Linked DNA regions of Columba livia: region 2 is linked to region 1. The links are chromatin contacts, called in public Hi-C maps. All regions are on one chromosome and are shown on one strand. The core of a region is the stretch at or near the end of the contact, and the rest is flanking DNA. Distances in the headings are between cores, read along the strand shown.

Region 1 (7,355 bases), core at 2,507-5,006:
TAATGTACTTTCATAATCTATCCCAAATTTCTTTTGCATTCATTTTTCTCTGCCTCTCTTGACATGCTGAAATAAGTATTTAGGCCACTTCACTATATTTACATGAGTCTTACAAAATTAAATCACTGGTTTTTAAAGCTTTGGCCTATGGTCTTATTTCCTTTAAAATCTTTTTTTGTTTCTATTCTTTGCATTTCTTTTTTAAGTATAGGCCTTCCATATACCTTTATGCTAGTAAAAGTGTATTCATATGTTTCCTTGAACAAAACACCGGAAAATATTATATCGAGTTCTGCAAGACAAAAAGAGATGGTACCCAATCCCACATCAGGGCAAATCAGGGCAAGTCCGTACTTCCACATTATAGCATAAAGCTATCCTAAAATGAGATTATCCCAGCTTCTGGTGATTCTCCACAAAAACCAGGTTGCACAGTGTGGCTGCCTTCTCCCTTCTAGTGGTGCAGAGAGCATGTCAAAATAAAAAGCAGATAGCTAGCATGCAGCATGCCAGACTCTTGCTACCACCAGCTGCCAGTATCATAGTGTAGCCTGTGGGCATAGGGCAAGATAAAGGAGTTCAATTACAGCACCAACGTACCTTTGCAGTCACCTTCTTCACCAGCTCCCATCACTCTGGCCTAACAGCTGAGGGATGAGCCTACGATTTTAGAAGTATCCAACCCATAAATTTCCATGCATAATTGCAACTACATTAATTGACAACCATCTTCATAGGTCGAGGGCAGCTTCTGTAGAAGCTGAAGATGACAGTGTTCGGATGATGTCAGTTGTTGTCAGATGAAGTCAGCTAGCCAATGCCTACAAGCAGGTCATGTAAATCTCAGAGGCTTCTCAGAGCATCACTCACCCATCTTCATATTTCAGTTGGGTTGTTTGAGACAAATTAATGGCTGGTTCAAATCGAACTGAAGCCTGCAGCTTCCAGATACACTGGCTGCCTTCCATATTGAGCACACAAGGCACAGGGAAGTGCGGCAGAACACGTTATTGCCCATTTTACCCGAGTCTCTCAGGCTGGATTGCGTGCCACACAGCCACAACTAACAGAGAAAACACACAGCAGTGCCACGCTACTGCCGTGCCTTTCACCGACAGCCGTGTGGTGCCACCTTCAGACCAAACCAAGCAGGACATGCCCTGTCATGCTCCCCCCTCCTTCACCTGCACTCCAGCCCCAGCCAGAACCAGCTGAATCAGAAACATGGTCCGACTTCAGATCCAGACTGAACTTTGTTGACCCACAGTACGGCAAAGGGAAACAGAAGTTTCTGTCCCCTTTCAGTGCTAGGTTATTAAAAGCCCTGTCCAAATCTACAAAGTTCTAAGTCAGGTTATTTGGGGAAAAAAAAAAAGAGCCTTCACAAAATACCCCATCCTGAGTCTGGCTCTGAGAGTGGGTCCTCTTCCATTCCTATGGTGTGAGGCACTGGTAAATAAAAGCTAGTAAAAAATTGGATTAGCATTTTTAGAGAAACCTTACCATGACCCTCTGAGCAGCAATTTTACAACCACAACCAACTATAGGCACAATAATTGTAGTGAAACTAATCTGAGGAACAAATGATAGCATTTAAATGCCTAGTCTGCAGATAAAATTTGACATATCTGTTTTTACGTGGACCAGGAGTTTCTAGCAGATGTAAACAACAGAGACCATAAATCAGAAGATGAATCAAACATTTCGCTTTGGGTTTTTTTTTTCACCTTCATACTAATATTCTAGCTGTTTACCTTTTGATTATTCAGAAATAATATTTTTATTAACATACAGGACCCTATATTCTCAAATTACTGAGGTATCAGCTATATATTTTCTAACCTAGTGTAAGCTTTATTATTCCTCAGTTTTACTCTTTGTTCTAATTTCATCTTCAAAGCAGAAATACTGAAACACCAAATCCTATTCATCTCTCATGTTATCCTGTCTTTGCTTTACCATTCTTCAAACCTCCGTCTTCCTCTTCAGTATTACTAATAGGTTTTATAGAAAGCTTTACAGTTTTCATGTATTTTACTGGCATGTACACATAAACTGAGAGTGGTTGGAGGCAGAGCAGTGTGGCATTAGTACAATGACATATTTATTAAATATAACCTCCCTGTATGTAAGCCCATCTTGCAAGATACACATAATAAAAAATAAGATCTGACAAGACTAATTTGTCTCTGAGCGTAAAGTGATGTTTATTCAGTGAAAAAATCTAAATCTCCATGTTCTCTTACTGATATAATATGACATATTTTTAGTAATCTGTAAAATCTGTCTACTTCCTTAGGGATTTTTCTGTTAATGCTTTTGGGTTGTTTGTTTGTTTTTAGCAAAAAATAAACAACATTACATCAAACTTGTTTAATGCCCAACGTAAGCCTCAAAACACACCATTTCAAGAGAAAAACCCTTTAGCCACAAAGCTCTCATCTGCAACATGCTGGGATCTGTGCAGCTCACATGAAGACCCGTCAGCTTCCTCCAGCATTCTGAAGAGCAGATACCCCAGATAAATGCTCATGTATGACATTTTAGACCTCAATATCGTCTGTGCATGAGGGCTATGATAACTTTGGGAACCTGTGTATATAACCTCTAATGACTGTTAATAGTATGAACTCATTAAGTAGTTGGTTCTTTGAAAACTGTAGCAAGTTTCTTTGTCCATATGTATCCATAACATCAAGAATAATCAGCAGATTCTCTGAGGGGTTCTTTGTGCTGGCTCAACGTGTCTTCTTTCACTGATTAGAGACAGGAACTTAAAAGCTGACCTTTGACCAGCAAAAGGCTCGGTAAGGACATGGCTGGGACAGGCAGATGCAGTTTCCCCTACAGCCTGGGAGATGCTGGGGAAGTGGAAAGAATGCGAAGTTGTGAGCAACGAGATTAAAAAACCAGAAATAACAGAAGAGCACTTTTTTAAAGGGCTGGCAGAAAGGAGAACGCGGAGGACACACAGAAGTATTGTCTGAGGAGGGAAAAGATAGACAGGCTGTTGTGGTAGAGTCCTGGTGCCTCTTGTGGCCAGACTAACCAAGATCACAGGGAAGTTAGTAAGACATCAAATCAAGAATAACGCGGATGAGGTGCTATTGTACTCAGGAAGTTTATTTAGTCAGTTTATCTGACTTCCCTTGGGGTTTATCTTGCAGGTATGAAAAGCAATGGTGAAGTCAGGGCTCTGAAAATAAAATCCTGGTTGATAGCTCACATATGCGACCTCCCTCAAAGATACTTACAGCAAAAGGTCCAGCCTTTTGCTGAAATGCTGGTACTTGGAGGGTGGGGGGAACGGTTATTTCAAATAATCTGGAGCAGACAATTTAGAAATAAAGCTGGACAGTGGGGTACAGTTTTCAGGAGGAACTGTCACCAAGAGGTTCTGCACCAGGGAGAAAAATGTTTGTATGCTCACTAGCAGGAAAAGTCCAGCGGGAATTGGCTCAGATTCTAGACCTGCTGCGTCTCCCAGGCGGAGCGGAGGGACACCGCTCCATCACACCAGCACCACCAGCGCAGACACCGGAGCCGCACGGGGCGCGTCTGGACGAGGGAGGTTTTTCCCCACACGGCCGCTCCCGGCGCGTGTGGCAGTGCGGGGTGTCACGTGGGCCGGGCTCTGGCCCCGCCCCGCCGGTCCCGCAGCCCCACGGCACGGCACGTGCGCCTTGTTTTGGTGACGGCCCCCGCGGGGGGGCGGAGCCGCCGGCCGCCAGCCCGCCGCGCCTGCGCGAGGAAGGCGGGGCCTCTCCCCCCCACACCGCGCAGCCGGCGGCGGGCGAGGCGGCTCGGGCGGGCGCGCCTGCGCAGCTGCGGCCGTTGGCGGCGGCGCTGAGGCGGCCCGGGCGCCCGTGGCTGCTCCGCTTTCCTGCCGGCCCGCCCGCTCGGCTCTGCCGGTCAGCGCCGTCCCCGGGCAGGGGAGCAGAAGAGGTGAAGGGGCTCGCCGCTCCTGAAATGTCGCAGACTGCCATGTCTGAGACCTACGGTAGGACCCGGAGGCGGGGCGGGGGGAACCCTCCTCTTCTTCCTCCCCTCCGGGAGAGCAAGGCCAGGCCCGGGCAGGCATCTCCTGAGGAGCCGGGTAACGGCCGTTGCTGAGGGAAACGGCGGCGCGGGGAGCGCAGGTGCGGGCGGGGCGGCTGTGCGGGCCTGGCGGTGTCTGTGCCCCGGGGTGCGTGCGTGGCCGGTTTTGCCCGTTCCTGTGAGCACCGCAGAGCCCTTCTACAGAATCACAGAGTGTTAGGGGTTGGAAGGGACTTCGAAAGATCATCTAGTCCAATCCCCCTGCCGGAGCAGGAACACCCAGATGAGGTTACACAGGAATGTGTCCAGGTGGGTTTTGAATGTCTCCAGAGAAGGAGACTCCACAACCCCCCTGGACAGAGCCTGGTCCAGTGCTCTGTCACCCTCACTGAGAAGAAATTTCCTCTCTTATTTAAGTGGAACCTCCTGTGTTCCAGTTTGTACCCATTGCCCCTTGTCTTATTATTGGTCGTCACGGTTGTTCCCCTCCCTTTGTGGCCCAGGCTGACACGACAGACGGCATTCAGACTTGTCTTTTGAGGTGTGGAGGCATTGACTCGAAATGTAAGTGGAACTAAGGTGAGGGAACTTAGACACTGCTTAAGTGAATTCAGAAGGAGAGTTGCAGTGCATGTTCTCTCGGGGAAGCTGTGCGTTTCTTTAATTTGAGATTATGTTCTTTTGAGGGTCAAGTTAGGATTTCAATCCTGTTGTCTTAGGTTTGCAAACATCAAAAGTAACTATGAGAATGAGTTAGGGGAAAAGATCAGTGAATATGTTCATATTGGCATGGATTTCTAACTACTACTGGTAGAAAAACATCTGAAGGAGTAAGTCAGAGTGCAGGCACTGATGAGGTGTGTCAGTGCCTCACAGGGAAGCATCAAAGAGGAGTCGAAAAAGTGAGCAGGGCTAGTATTGCTGGCTAGGTGGAGGAGGTGGGGACGTGTCTCAGTAGTACTCATTTCTCTTCCTTATAACTTGGCTTGAAGTAATTGTGTTTGCTTGATTCAGTTTGTTTTTTTCTCCCCTTCCCACAACATACAGTTCTGTAATATTTTGCATTATAAAAATGCCATGATACATGTACACATGTTCAAAGTTCATGTGGTAAGTTGTTGAAGAGTAGGACTGGAATTGAATACTGTGATAAACCCTTTCACGTGTCATTTTCTAACTTTGTCTGTTGCAACATTTTATCTTCAGTAGCTGTTCAGACTTAAGAGGTGAACTTGCGTCCTCTTGCTTTTAAAACAGAGTCTTGATAATAGGGAATAGTTTGGATAATTAAGCAAAATTGTACACAACAGTTCTGCCGACTGTGAGAGGGGCTGCCAGGGTCATTGGGAGTTCTCACTAGTAGGGTAACCTGATTGTGTCTGCTATGTAAGTCAGTTTATTTTCAATACCCTAGTCATCAGTACTTAAGATGTTTTGTCCCAACAGTTGGTGCTTCAGTGTACAGCAAATGCACAGAACTAAGGGACAAAATGAGGCAAGCAGCCTTTGAAGTGCAAATGTTAGGATATTAGGACCCAGCTTCTTTGTTCCATACTTTATTGAAACATGTAAAACATACATGTAGAAAACAGAGAGGTGTGCTTTGTAGATCTAAATTTGAGTTTGAACTAATTCTTCACGCTCTGAACTCTTGTGATCAAGAACTGGGATCACTTTGGCCATGCTTATAGTGGGATTGGTGGTCTCTAAGCAAATAGGTTGGTAGACAACCAGAGCTGACAGAGAGGGTTTCAGTGATCCTCCTTTTTTGATACTGTAATAGTAAGCAAGATAAATAGATGATTGTATCTTAGACAAGTACACTTGAACATTTTTTTCACTGTTCCAATGATGCAAAATACTTGGTGGTTTGCAATTGTTTTGGTGTCCTAGAAAAGAAGCCATTAACATTGGAAGTTTCCAGTTGTAGGTTCTTCCTTTTGTTTGTTAAATTCTTGGTTGGTATACTTCTCTTTGAGTTTCAATGTTTGTTCTATTCATACACAAGCTTAAAAAATCCTAAGCTGGAATACTTGACAGTGTCAAGGTTTAGGGTAAATAGAAGAATAAAAACTAAGCTGTAACATAAAATTTAACAATGACTGTACCATCTCTGACCATAACAGTAATCAGTATGTAATTTTGCGGTGTCCTGTCACATACGTAGCAGCCCAGTTGACAGTTCAAAGTATACAGTATGATGTGACAACATTGTGGATCTTCTGCTCTTGATGAACTCTCTGGGATTTAATGTTCTCACGGTCCTAAACAAAGAGTGGTCTGTTTCTGACCAGCTGTTACAGTGATCATCAAGGATGACAGAAATATTAGGGTAGTTTCCCCTTGGTGACTGAGATCAGTGGTTACTATATCACTTCAGTGCTGGAATTCCTGTAGCTTCTGCCCTTCTGGATGCTTATTCATGGATTGGATTTTTCTTCTCATCACCTGAGTTATGACCCATTGTAATTATGTAACCCCAAGCTTCTCATCCCATTCAGGGAGGCTCATAAAAGTGATTGGTTGGTTGGTTGTCTGTTTTTTCCCATGTCATTTTGCTGTCTGATGTTTATATTACTTCCATTTTGCTTTTCTTCCCTTTGAAAGGGGGATATTTTTTTCAATATTTTTTCACAGTCCATGAGGAATAAAGAAACTTTCCTCTGGTCTGTCCTTTCTGGCTATTATATTTCATTATCCACCTCAGTTAGTTTACATGTCTCTTGCTGTTTTCTTTTTTTTCCTCCCTGAGTTCTTTTCTCTGTGTCAAATTATATCTGCTTTGAAGCTTTTCTGTTCACCCAGTTTTCCCAACTATTTCTGTCCCTTACTGTGATTCTTATCTCTTCCCTCTTTTCAAGCAAAGTCTGTAGCATCTCACAGTCTTGGCACTAAATGCATTGTTCGCAATCTGTACTCTCTCTCCTGTAGATTTGTTTCATCAGTTGCGTATTTTCTGTTCTTAGCTTTCTAATCTGTTTATTCCTTTCCTATGTGATCAATGTATTCCACTTACAAAGCATCAAAACCAGAACAATCACGAATACAAGAAAATTCCATGTGTTGTGGGACTAAGTTCAGAAAGAACATTTTACTGCTGCTTTTGGGAGAGGAGGGTAATTCTTTAAGAAGTTTATCTTGTAACGTAGGAAACAAATCTCTTATTCATAGGAAAATTATTTTAACTTGAGTTTTCTGAGATGCGGTGACCTCTGTAGGTAGTTTCCATGTAAAAACAAGTGCACGCTTTCTCCTGTTTCCCAATGCAAAATGTAAGTGGTTTTGTGTTATGGTAAATATAAACTGAAATAAAAATA
Region 2 (7,355 bases), core at 3,439-5,938, 230 kb before region 1:
AAGTGAACCAAGTAGGTGCACCTACTTCCACACATGTGAACAAATATTACAGTGAGGGAGCGAGAGCACCGAAATGTATCCTGGGCTTTGTCTGGTTTCCTTTCTCTTGTCAGTACAAATCATCACAGAGCCATTGCCCGTTACAGTCTTTGGATTGTTTTCCAAAACCATAGTTGGAAGAGAAGCTGTCAGGAAACACCAACACATCCCAGCTCTCTAGAAATAAAATCAACTGTCTCTAACCATTCCTGACAGCACCGGGGGTCTCACCTTGTTGGAGATGCCTCAGCCCCTGGAGGCAACTGCAATATGCAACTCTCTGTATCATTAGAAATTTTGTCCTGCCATCTGTATTGAGCTTTCCTTGCTGCAATTGAAGATTGTTATTTCTTGAATTATTTACCTCCACAGGCTGTAGTGAACAGACTACTCCTTTCCTCTTCAGTGTGTCAATGCCAACTTGTGTCCAGCTTCCCGTTGTTCACACCACCCTTTTGTGGGGGCAGCCCACCCCTCCTTTGCCTTGCTGCTGCTGGAAAGCCAGCAATGGCTGATTTAACCCAGAGCAGCGTGGGAACTGCACTCTCTGCAGCTTTCCTTTTCATTTTCTTCAGTTTTACTCAGTGCTGTCCTCCCATCCATCCTTAACCACGTGCTGCATTTGACTCTAGTTTTGAGTCCTTTTCAAGCTCTATTCCTACCCCTGAGCTCTGTTTGCCAGGAGCACCCAAAGCACGTTCCCATTTCCTCTGCACTCACTTTGCTTTCCTTCAGGCCTCAGGAGGGCTGCCCTTCATAAAAGGCAGCTCCCAAACTCACAGGGACTGCACCACGCACGCACACACACACATGCAACCAGCTCCACATTAAGCGAGATCTAAGATAACCCAAAGCACGAGAGCAAAAAATGAGCTCTGTGTACTGTCAGTACCTGGAGCTGAACAGAGATATTTTTCCCTTCTTACTTTTTTTTGTTAATTGTTGCTCTGGACATTTTTGTTTTATCAGATGGAGAATGACACTCAAGACCTAACTAATTTATGCCTCTTGTCAATGGCTCCTTGTTTTCTTTCCTTTTTTTTCCTTATTTTTTTGCCTGATCCTATAATCATTTCTTTGTTTCCTGTGGTAAGCTGGCCACTCAGATCATTATATTGCTGCAAGGCAGGCCTGTGTTAAACCTGGCTGTATTATTATTTGTAATAGCAGCAGCATCATCTGCTGGGTTGGCAGCGATGCATGGCAGCCAGGGCTCCCTCTGCTAGGCACCATGAAAAAATCACACCACCTAGCCCTGGAGTGACCAGGACAAATATATTGAACCCCAGACAAGAAAGCACCTTTTTCTTATAAAACCAGGTGAAACACTTCGGACTTTTCCCTTGTAGGTACTTTATTGCCCTTGTTAATGGCAGGCTCTCTGTCTATACTAGTGTAGACTATCAGCAAGGTACTAACAAACTAATAAACAAAGCAGAGGCAGTTGTCCGAACAGCTAAATGATTGGCATTGTCCTTCCATGAGTTTGTCCCAGACCAAGCAAACATTTCTGCAGCCAGTGCCCAGGCGTGGTTTGGGAGCCAGGGTAGGCCAGGGAGGGTTCCCAGCAGGTGGTTTAGGTACAGCGCTCCTTCTCTGGGGCGACAAGCGCTCATCCCTCTGGGGACAGCTGGGCACACCAGTGGGTCTTGGGACAGAAAACATCCCCTGGCCTGTCTTATTAATTTGTGTTGGTTTAGCCTTGGTGTCTCAGCACCACACACCTTTTAATGGGTTTACTCATCCCAGCATCTCTGTGGGGTGGGGAAGCACTGCTTAGCCTCCAGGTCTGAGGGGAAAAACACACTGTGAGGGCACTGAAAAGGCAATGTGGCTCCAGAGCAGGCTCCAGCCTGCCAGGCCCTGCAGCCAGCTTGTTACCCATCCTTCTGCTCCAGCCTCATGGCTCGAAGCCCCTTGGGATGGTGAGAATAAGCCATCCAAGGAGATGTGCCCCAGGTCTGGTGGGGCTGCTGAGCCACCCAGGACCATACAGGGCAAGTCAGGGCCACCTCCTCTGAGCTCTGCGGCTGAGACAAAACCCACCTTGGTGAGGCTGGGCGGCTTGAAGCACATGCCATGCAAGTCTGGTCCTGAAAACAGGGTCAGGCTTAACTTGACCCTTAAGGACTTGCAGAAGCTTAGGCAGGGACCTGGCTCCTCCAGCCCATACACTCTTGCCTTGCTGGGAAGTACAAGGCCTCGAGGCCTCTTGGAGACCACATGTCACATCCATAAGGATAGTTTATGCAGAGGAAATTGGTGGGTTAGGAAGAGCAGAGGGTGCTCAGTGCTTTACAGCCACAGTGCCTGAACTTTCTCTGCTGAGAAAAACAGAGAGCAGTGCAGCATCATGAATTTTCCATACTAATTTTCTCCATGTCTGTGTTAACAGGGAGCTGATCTGTCTTTTAGCCACTGGATCATTTCTCTCTGCTCTTGTATCATGTCCATCACCCTGGTGTCAGGGACTGGGAATACAGAGAACCGGTGTTTGTAAATTAAGTCTTTATCCAAGAGTTTTATATGAAAATGCGCTGTTTCATCTACAATTGTATTTTGAGTTTTTTAGAAGCAGTATCATTGCTTTGATACCTTGAAAGCCACAACTGGACCTTTTGACAGAGAACCCTCAGGTTTCCTGGGCCAGCTCCCAGGCAGGTGTTTAACATCCCTGCAGAGCCCTGCACATCAGGGGTGAGGATTTACAGCAGGAAGAGGGTGTTGGGAGCCACAGCTGCAACAAACCCACCCCTGGCCATAACCTGGTGATGAGCTTTCCTCCAACCATCAGCCACCCAGAGGCTCTGCAGGGCAGGGATGGATCCAGGGACCATATGGATCCAGGCTGTGAGGCTTCAGCTGTATTTATATTGGTCTTTTGTTCTTCCCAGCATACCTCTCACTGACACCTGCACATCTCCTGCATGGTGGGAATATTTACACATTTCTGCTGACAGCAGAGGTGCAGTGAGGGCCCGTTATCTGCACAGGGTGGGGCTGCAAAATTGAACCCCACTGAGAAGTGGAAGCCTGCTTATGGCCTTTCCCTAATTATTCTTCTCCTTGCTCAGTACCACCTCTGGTAGGAAGAAAAGAAATAAGAAGAAATCTTGGCCTCGTTCACTCTTCTGTTCATTAGTTTTAAATGAAAGAATAAAACCAGAAAGAAAAGCAACAGCTGATGGAGGTAATCGGGCCAGGCTGCTGGAGAAGCAGGAGCTGTGGGAAGTGGGAAGATGGCTGCGGAAAGCATCGCCTTGCAGAGAGCCCCAGATTTCTGGGGCTGCCTCTTCCCTGGGTCCCATTTAACGGCAAAACAGAGTACATGGGGTAATAATAGCAGCTGTATTTTGGGCTGGTTTAAGAGGCTGTACTTTCCCAGCTGCCTTTGGAACACGACGGCAGTGGCAGGCAGCATCCCTGCCAGCACAGCCCAGCTAAACCCACCAAAACAAGCATCCTAGCAGCCTTCTGGAAGAACTTGTTGGGTGAATTTTGTCTGTTTGTTTTCAATGACAAGTTTCTGAGGAAAACAGTAGCACTTTAAAACACACACGTACAGCCAAAAAAGCTTGTGGACTTTTCCCTCCTCTCTAGCAAATACTTTGCTACCTCTTTTAGAATGCCATTTCTATTGACGTAAAACAAAGATAAGAAATGTTTGCCTGCTCTGCCTTGCTGGGTGTTCTATGTGAGGCTTCTGGCTGATTTACCATGTGTCCCTGCTGAGGTCTCAATCCATTTTTGACTGAAAGTGCCCTGGTCCTTGCTTGGCTTATCATGCCGACACAGCTGGCAATCTATTAATCTGCTTCTCCCAATGCCTTTACTTCAGTGGGAAAGCACCGGTGCCTTTTAGTGGTTTGTATTTACAGCTAACCGAGGCTGGTGCTCAAGGCCCCTAGGTCACCTCTCTGTGAACACCTCTCTTCTTAATTGTTGGAGCAGGGGGAGGCCTACCAGTGATGATTTTCCCTTGTTCACATCTTTAATCTGAGGACTTCAAGACATTTTAAGAAGTATTTTCTCATCTACTGATAAACTGAGGCTCAATTTTCACTCTACAGAAGTTTTTCTGCAGAGCTATGCTTTTAGGCACATGAATTCTAGCTTGTTCCTCCCCACCTAATAGAGGACACTAGTTTGGCAAAGTTATGCAGCAAAAGAGTCCTTTGAATCTCATTCTCTTCAGAAAACTGTTTTAAACTAGGCTGGCTCGTAAAAATAAACCACCCTGGAAGGGTTTGCCTTGTAGAGCTGTGTTGGTTAGCACTGTACTGGAAAACTCTTTCTAATTACAACTAAATCCTCAGGCAGAGGGAGGTTTGTGAGCAGGAAAGCTGGGACTATAATGGCAATTTCCTGAGTCTGGCCTTGTACGCTGGCCAGGCGACACTCTGGCTGCTAACAGAATAGTTAGTGAGGGACTCACAGGTAGAGACACCAGGCTTGAAAGAGAAAAAATAAGTTACATTGTGGCTGGTTGCTACGTCTGATTATATTTACCTATTATGTTTGAAAAGTTCTGGCCTGGAAACCGGGGAACTGAGAGTTTTCATACCTTGCCTGAAAAAGAAGAGAAATGGAATGTCTGGGTGTCTGCTTTCTGGTATCCCAAACCTGTTTACAGTTGCTTTTCCAAAGCAGGTTTCTGGTGGGGTGAGGCACAGTGTGCTGAGGAGTACCTGCTCCTCTCCAGCTGCAGCTGCCAGCGCCAGGGAGGTGGGCTGGACTCAGCACTAAGCTGGCTTGGCTAAACCGGGGATCAGGGAGGCACCTGAGGGCCCCCACATACAAACGCCTGAGCAAGGACAGTGCAGATTTGGACGGTGGGGTTTGCTCTGTACCAAGGAAATCACGGCCTTTGTGTTCCTGTTTGTGTGTCACCACACAGCACTGAAAAAGCTGTGGCTTTTCTACCTCTGCTAAACTGCCCCCGAGCCAGCTGTGGATGCTGTCTTGCGATGCGTGCCCTAGAAGTTGGGCAGCTATCAGGGAAGAACAGCCTGTTCACTTTCAATAAAACTGACACTTGCACTGTCTTGTTCCAAGCCTTTAAATGCCCACCAAGAGGATCCTAGCAACTACTTTCAGAAAATTTCTTTAAATGCGGAAAAGTCTTTTTGGCAGCGGCCATGGGATTCTTCCAAGTTTGACACCAAGAGGAAGTGGCCAGCTCCAAAAGAGATAACACTAGGACCAATCATTGTTTTCCAGACTTCAAAAGTAACCAACTAAAAATGTGTGGGCCAAACTGTCCACAGAGGCACGTTAGCACAGATCCATGGGCTGGAGAAAGCTTCACTGGGAAGGGTAGGTGCAGAAGCGACCACTAGAGAGTCTCTGTAGAGCAGATGGATCTCTCTGCCACACTCACCTCCTGGCACAACTGACAAAAGTTAAGTCCCCCATTAGGAAGCTGGTCTCACTCCCCATGGAATGTGGGCTCATGCAAGGACGTGTATGGTTCAGTGAGATGTTCCCCTGGGGACATCCCACATCAGTGGGGAGGCGGTGAAGTTCTCCAGGGAGTAGTGATCTCTGTTCACCTTGGTTAGTGACCATTTCAGACCAATCTGGGCATATTTTACAAGCAGCATAAGATACTGCTCAGAGCTATGAAGGTATTTAGGGTCCTGGTTTTCTATGCCTAGGGGAGACACGGACTATCCACTCCCTTGCATTCTCTTTCCTCTTGCAATGTTTGCATTTGGGTTTAAGACATGCAAAACCATTCTCCTTCCACCTGCATCACTGCTGACTGTCTTCCTCTGCACTCTCTGCTCTGCCCCATCAGCCTGGGCTCTCACTGCCTCTTCCCAGTCCTCCAGCCAGGTCTGATCACATTATCCTCTGTCACAAATCATTTTCAAACCAGGACCTTATTCTTCAATGCAACCCCACATCCAGAATGCAAAGAGGTATCCTTGCATTCACTTTATAAATAAGTAGAAGTGTCAGCATTTTTAGGTCTGGCCTTTGAGGACTCCCTGATCCAGACAAAAGCTCTGCAGTTCCCATTGTGCAGCTGGAGTCTCCCCAGCACCTCCCAGCTCTCCCTCTGCAGGCATGGGAGATCAGGCTCCTTCATCTGCTGTGCCACCAGGATGGACATTTTGGGGAGGAAACACCAGGACTGGCAGGCTGCTCTGGAACTTGTCTCCCCTTTGAAGCAGCCCTGAGGCCTGACACTCTGGCAAAATGAGGGGTTTGGGTACAGTGTGCAGATGGGGTGCAGGGAGGGGGGTGATGAGTTTTGGTGCACACAGACTGTGGGGTTTCATCCCCATTCAAAAAGACTCTGGGTGTCTAACCAGCATGAAAACAAAGCAGAAGCCTGGCATAACCCTGAGAGAAAAAACAATAAAGGTCTTTTGGCTTGTGTAGAAAAGATTATGTCTGCTGTGCAGAAAATACCTCTCAGATACAGGCAACTTCAGGAATATGGATTATGACACTGAAGACTAGGGTAGGATTGTACACAGAAATGGTAGATTGCAGTCTAGGCTTGGGCATGAAGGCCACGGAGATGTACTTGCGGGGTCACATGAAGATGCTTGTAAATGCAGGTCACCTCAGCTCAAGCATGGGTGAGGGGTGAAGAGAGTGCTCACGGAAGGAATGAGACTAGGGAAGGAGCAGGAACCGGCAGAGGCAGCCAGCAGGGTTTCTTCCTGGGACTGCTAAAATGTCAGGAAGGCTGTGGTAGAAAAGTTACCCACAGGTCTGTCCTGATGGGCAGGGGGATGTGTAGTAGAAAGGAAAGTTTTTCCCAGCTGCTGAAAGAGCCCCTGGAGATCAGGAGAGTGCTGGACTGGGGTTTTGACGGCTGTTTTGGCAGTCCACCTGGGGAACTGGTGGTGTTGTGGCAGCTAAGGAAAATCTAATAAGGGGATTCACATAGGGGCTGACAGGCAATGTGGCAAAGAGCATCTGTGCTGCAGACACCATTTCTGTTTTGAGTGCTAGCTCTTCTGCTTCTGGCTCCTTGGAGACGTGTTTCTAAACTGAGCTGTTGTTTCTCTGCTCAGCTCTCTCCTCTGCCACCCTCACCATCCTCACCAATGTGCAAGTACACCACTCAAGCATGCTTTCTCCTCCTCCAGCTTAGTCCTTGGGTTTGCCTCCCTCTTTCCAGATTCCGTCTGTAAACTGGGGCTCCCGGGACCGGTTTGAAATGTGGTATGCAGCAGGGCAGGGGCAGTTCCTTCAAATGCTTGGCAAACAGGTATCTTTGTTATTTTTCTTACAGAGACATTTATCTGCCATCACCTAGATCTTAGCCAGTGTGTCCCCACCAGTGCACAAGTGAA

What was found. A called contact is a pair of places that touch in the nucleus more often than the background predicts.
Region 2: a contact with region 1 is called in a Hi-C map of crop, with 5 times the contacts expected there. The contact joins the enhancer-like site here to the promoter of RAB4A in region 1. A contact is called at or near these places in 2 of 2 Hi-C or Micro-C datasets (crop and liver).

Annotation. Positions count from the first base shown.
Region 1 is chr3:76,976,809-76,984,163 of bColLiv1.pat.W.v2, reverse strand. It overlaps RAB4A (RAB4A, member RAS oncogene family), which reads left to right and starts at 3,756. Exons shown (of 8, transcript XM_065057748.1): 1 at 3,756-4,000. The coding sequence starts at 3,970.
Region 2 is chr3:77,202,799-77,210,153 of bColLiv1.pat.W.v2, reverse strand. No RefSeq gene overlaps it. Among named protein-coding and RNA genes, the nearest start is that of RHOU, 8.7 kb to the right of the region's middle. Within about 2 kb of position 4,688, at least 1 of the 3 cell types and tissues checked has an H3K27ac peak away from gene starts, as active enhancers do.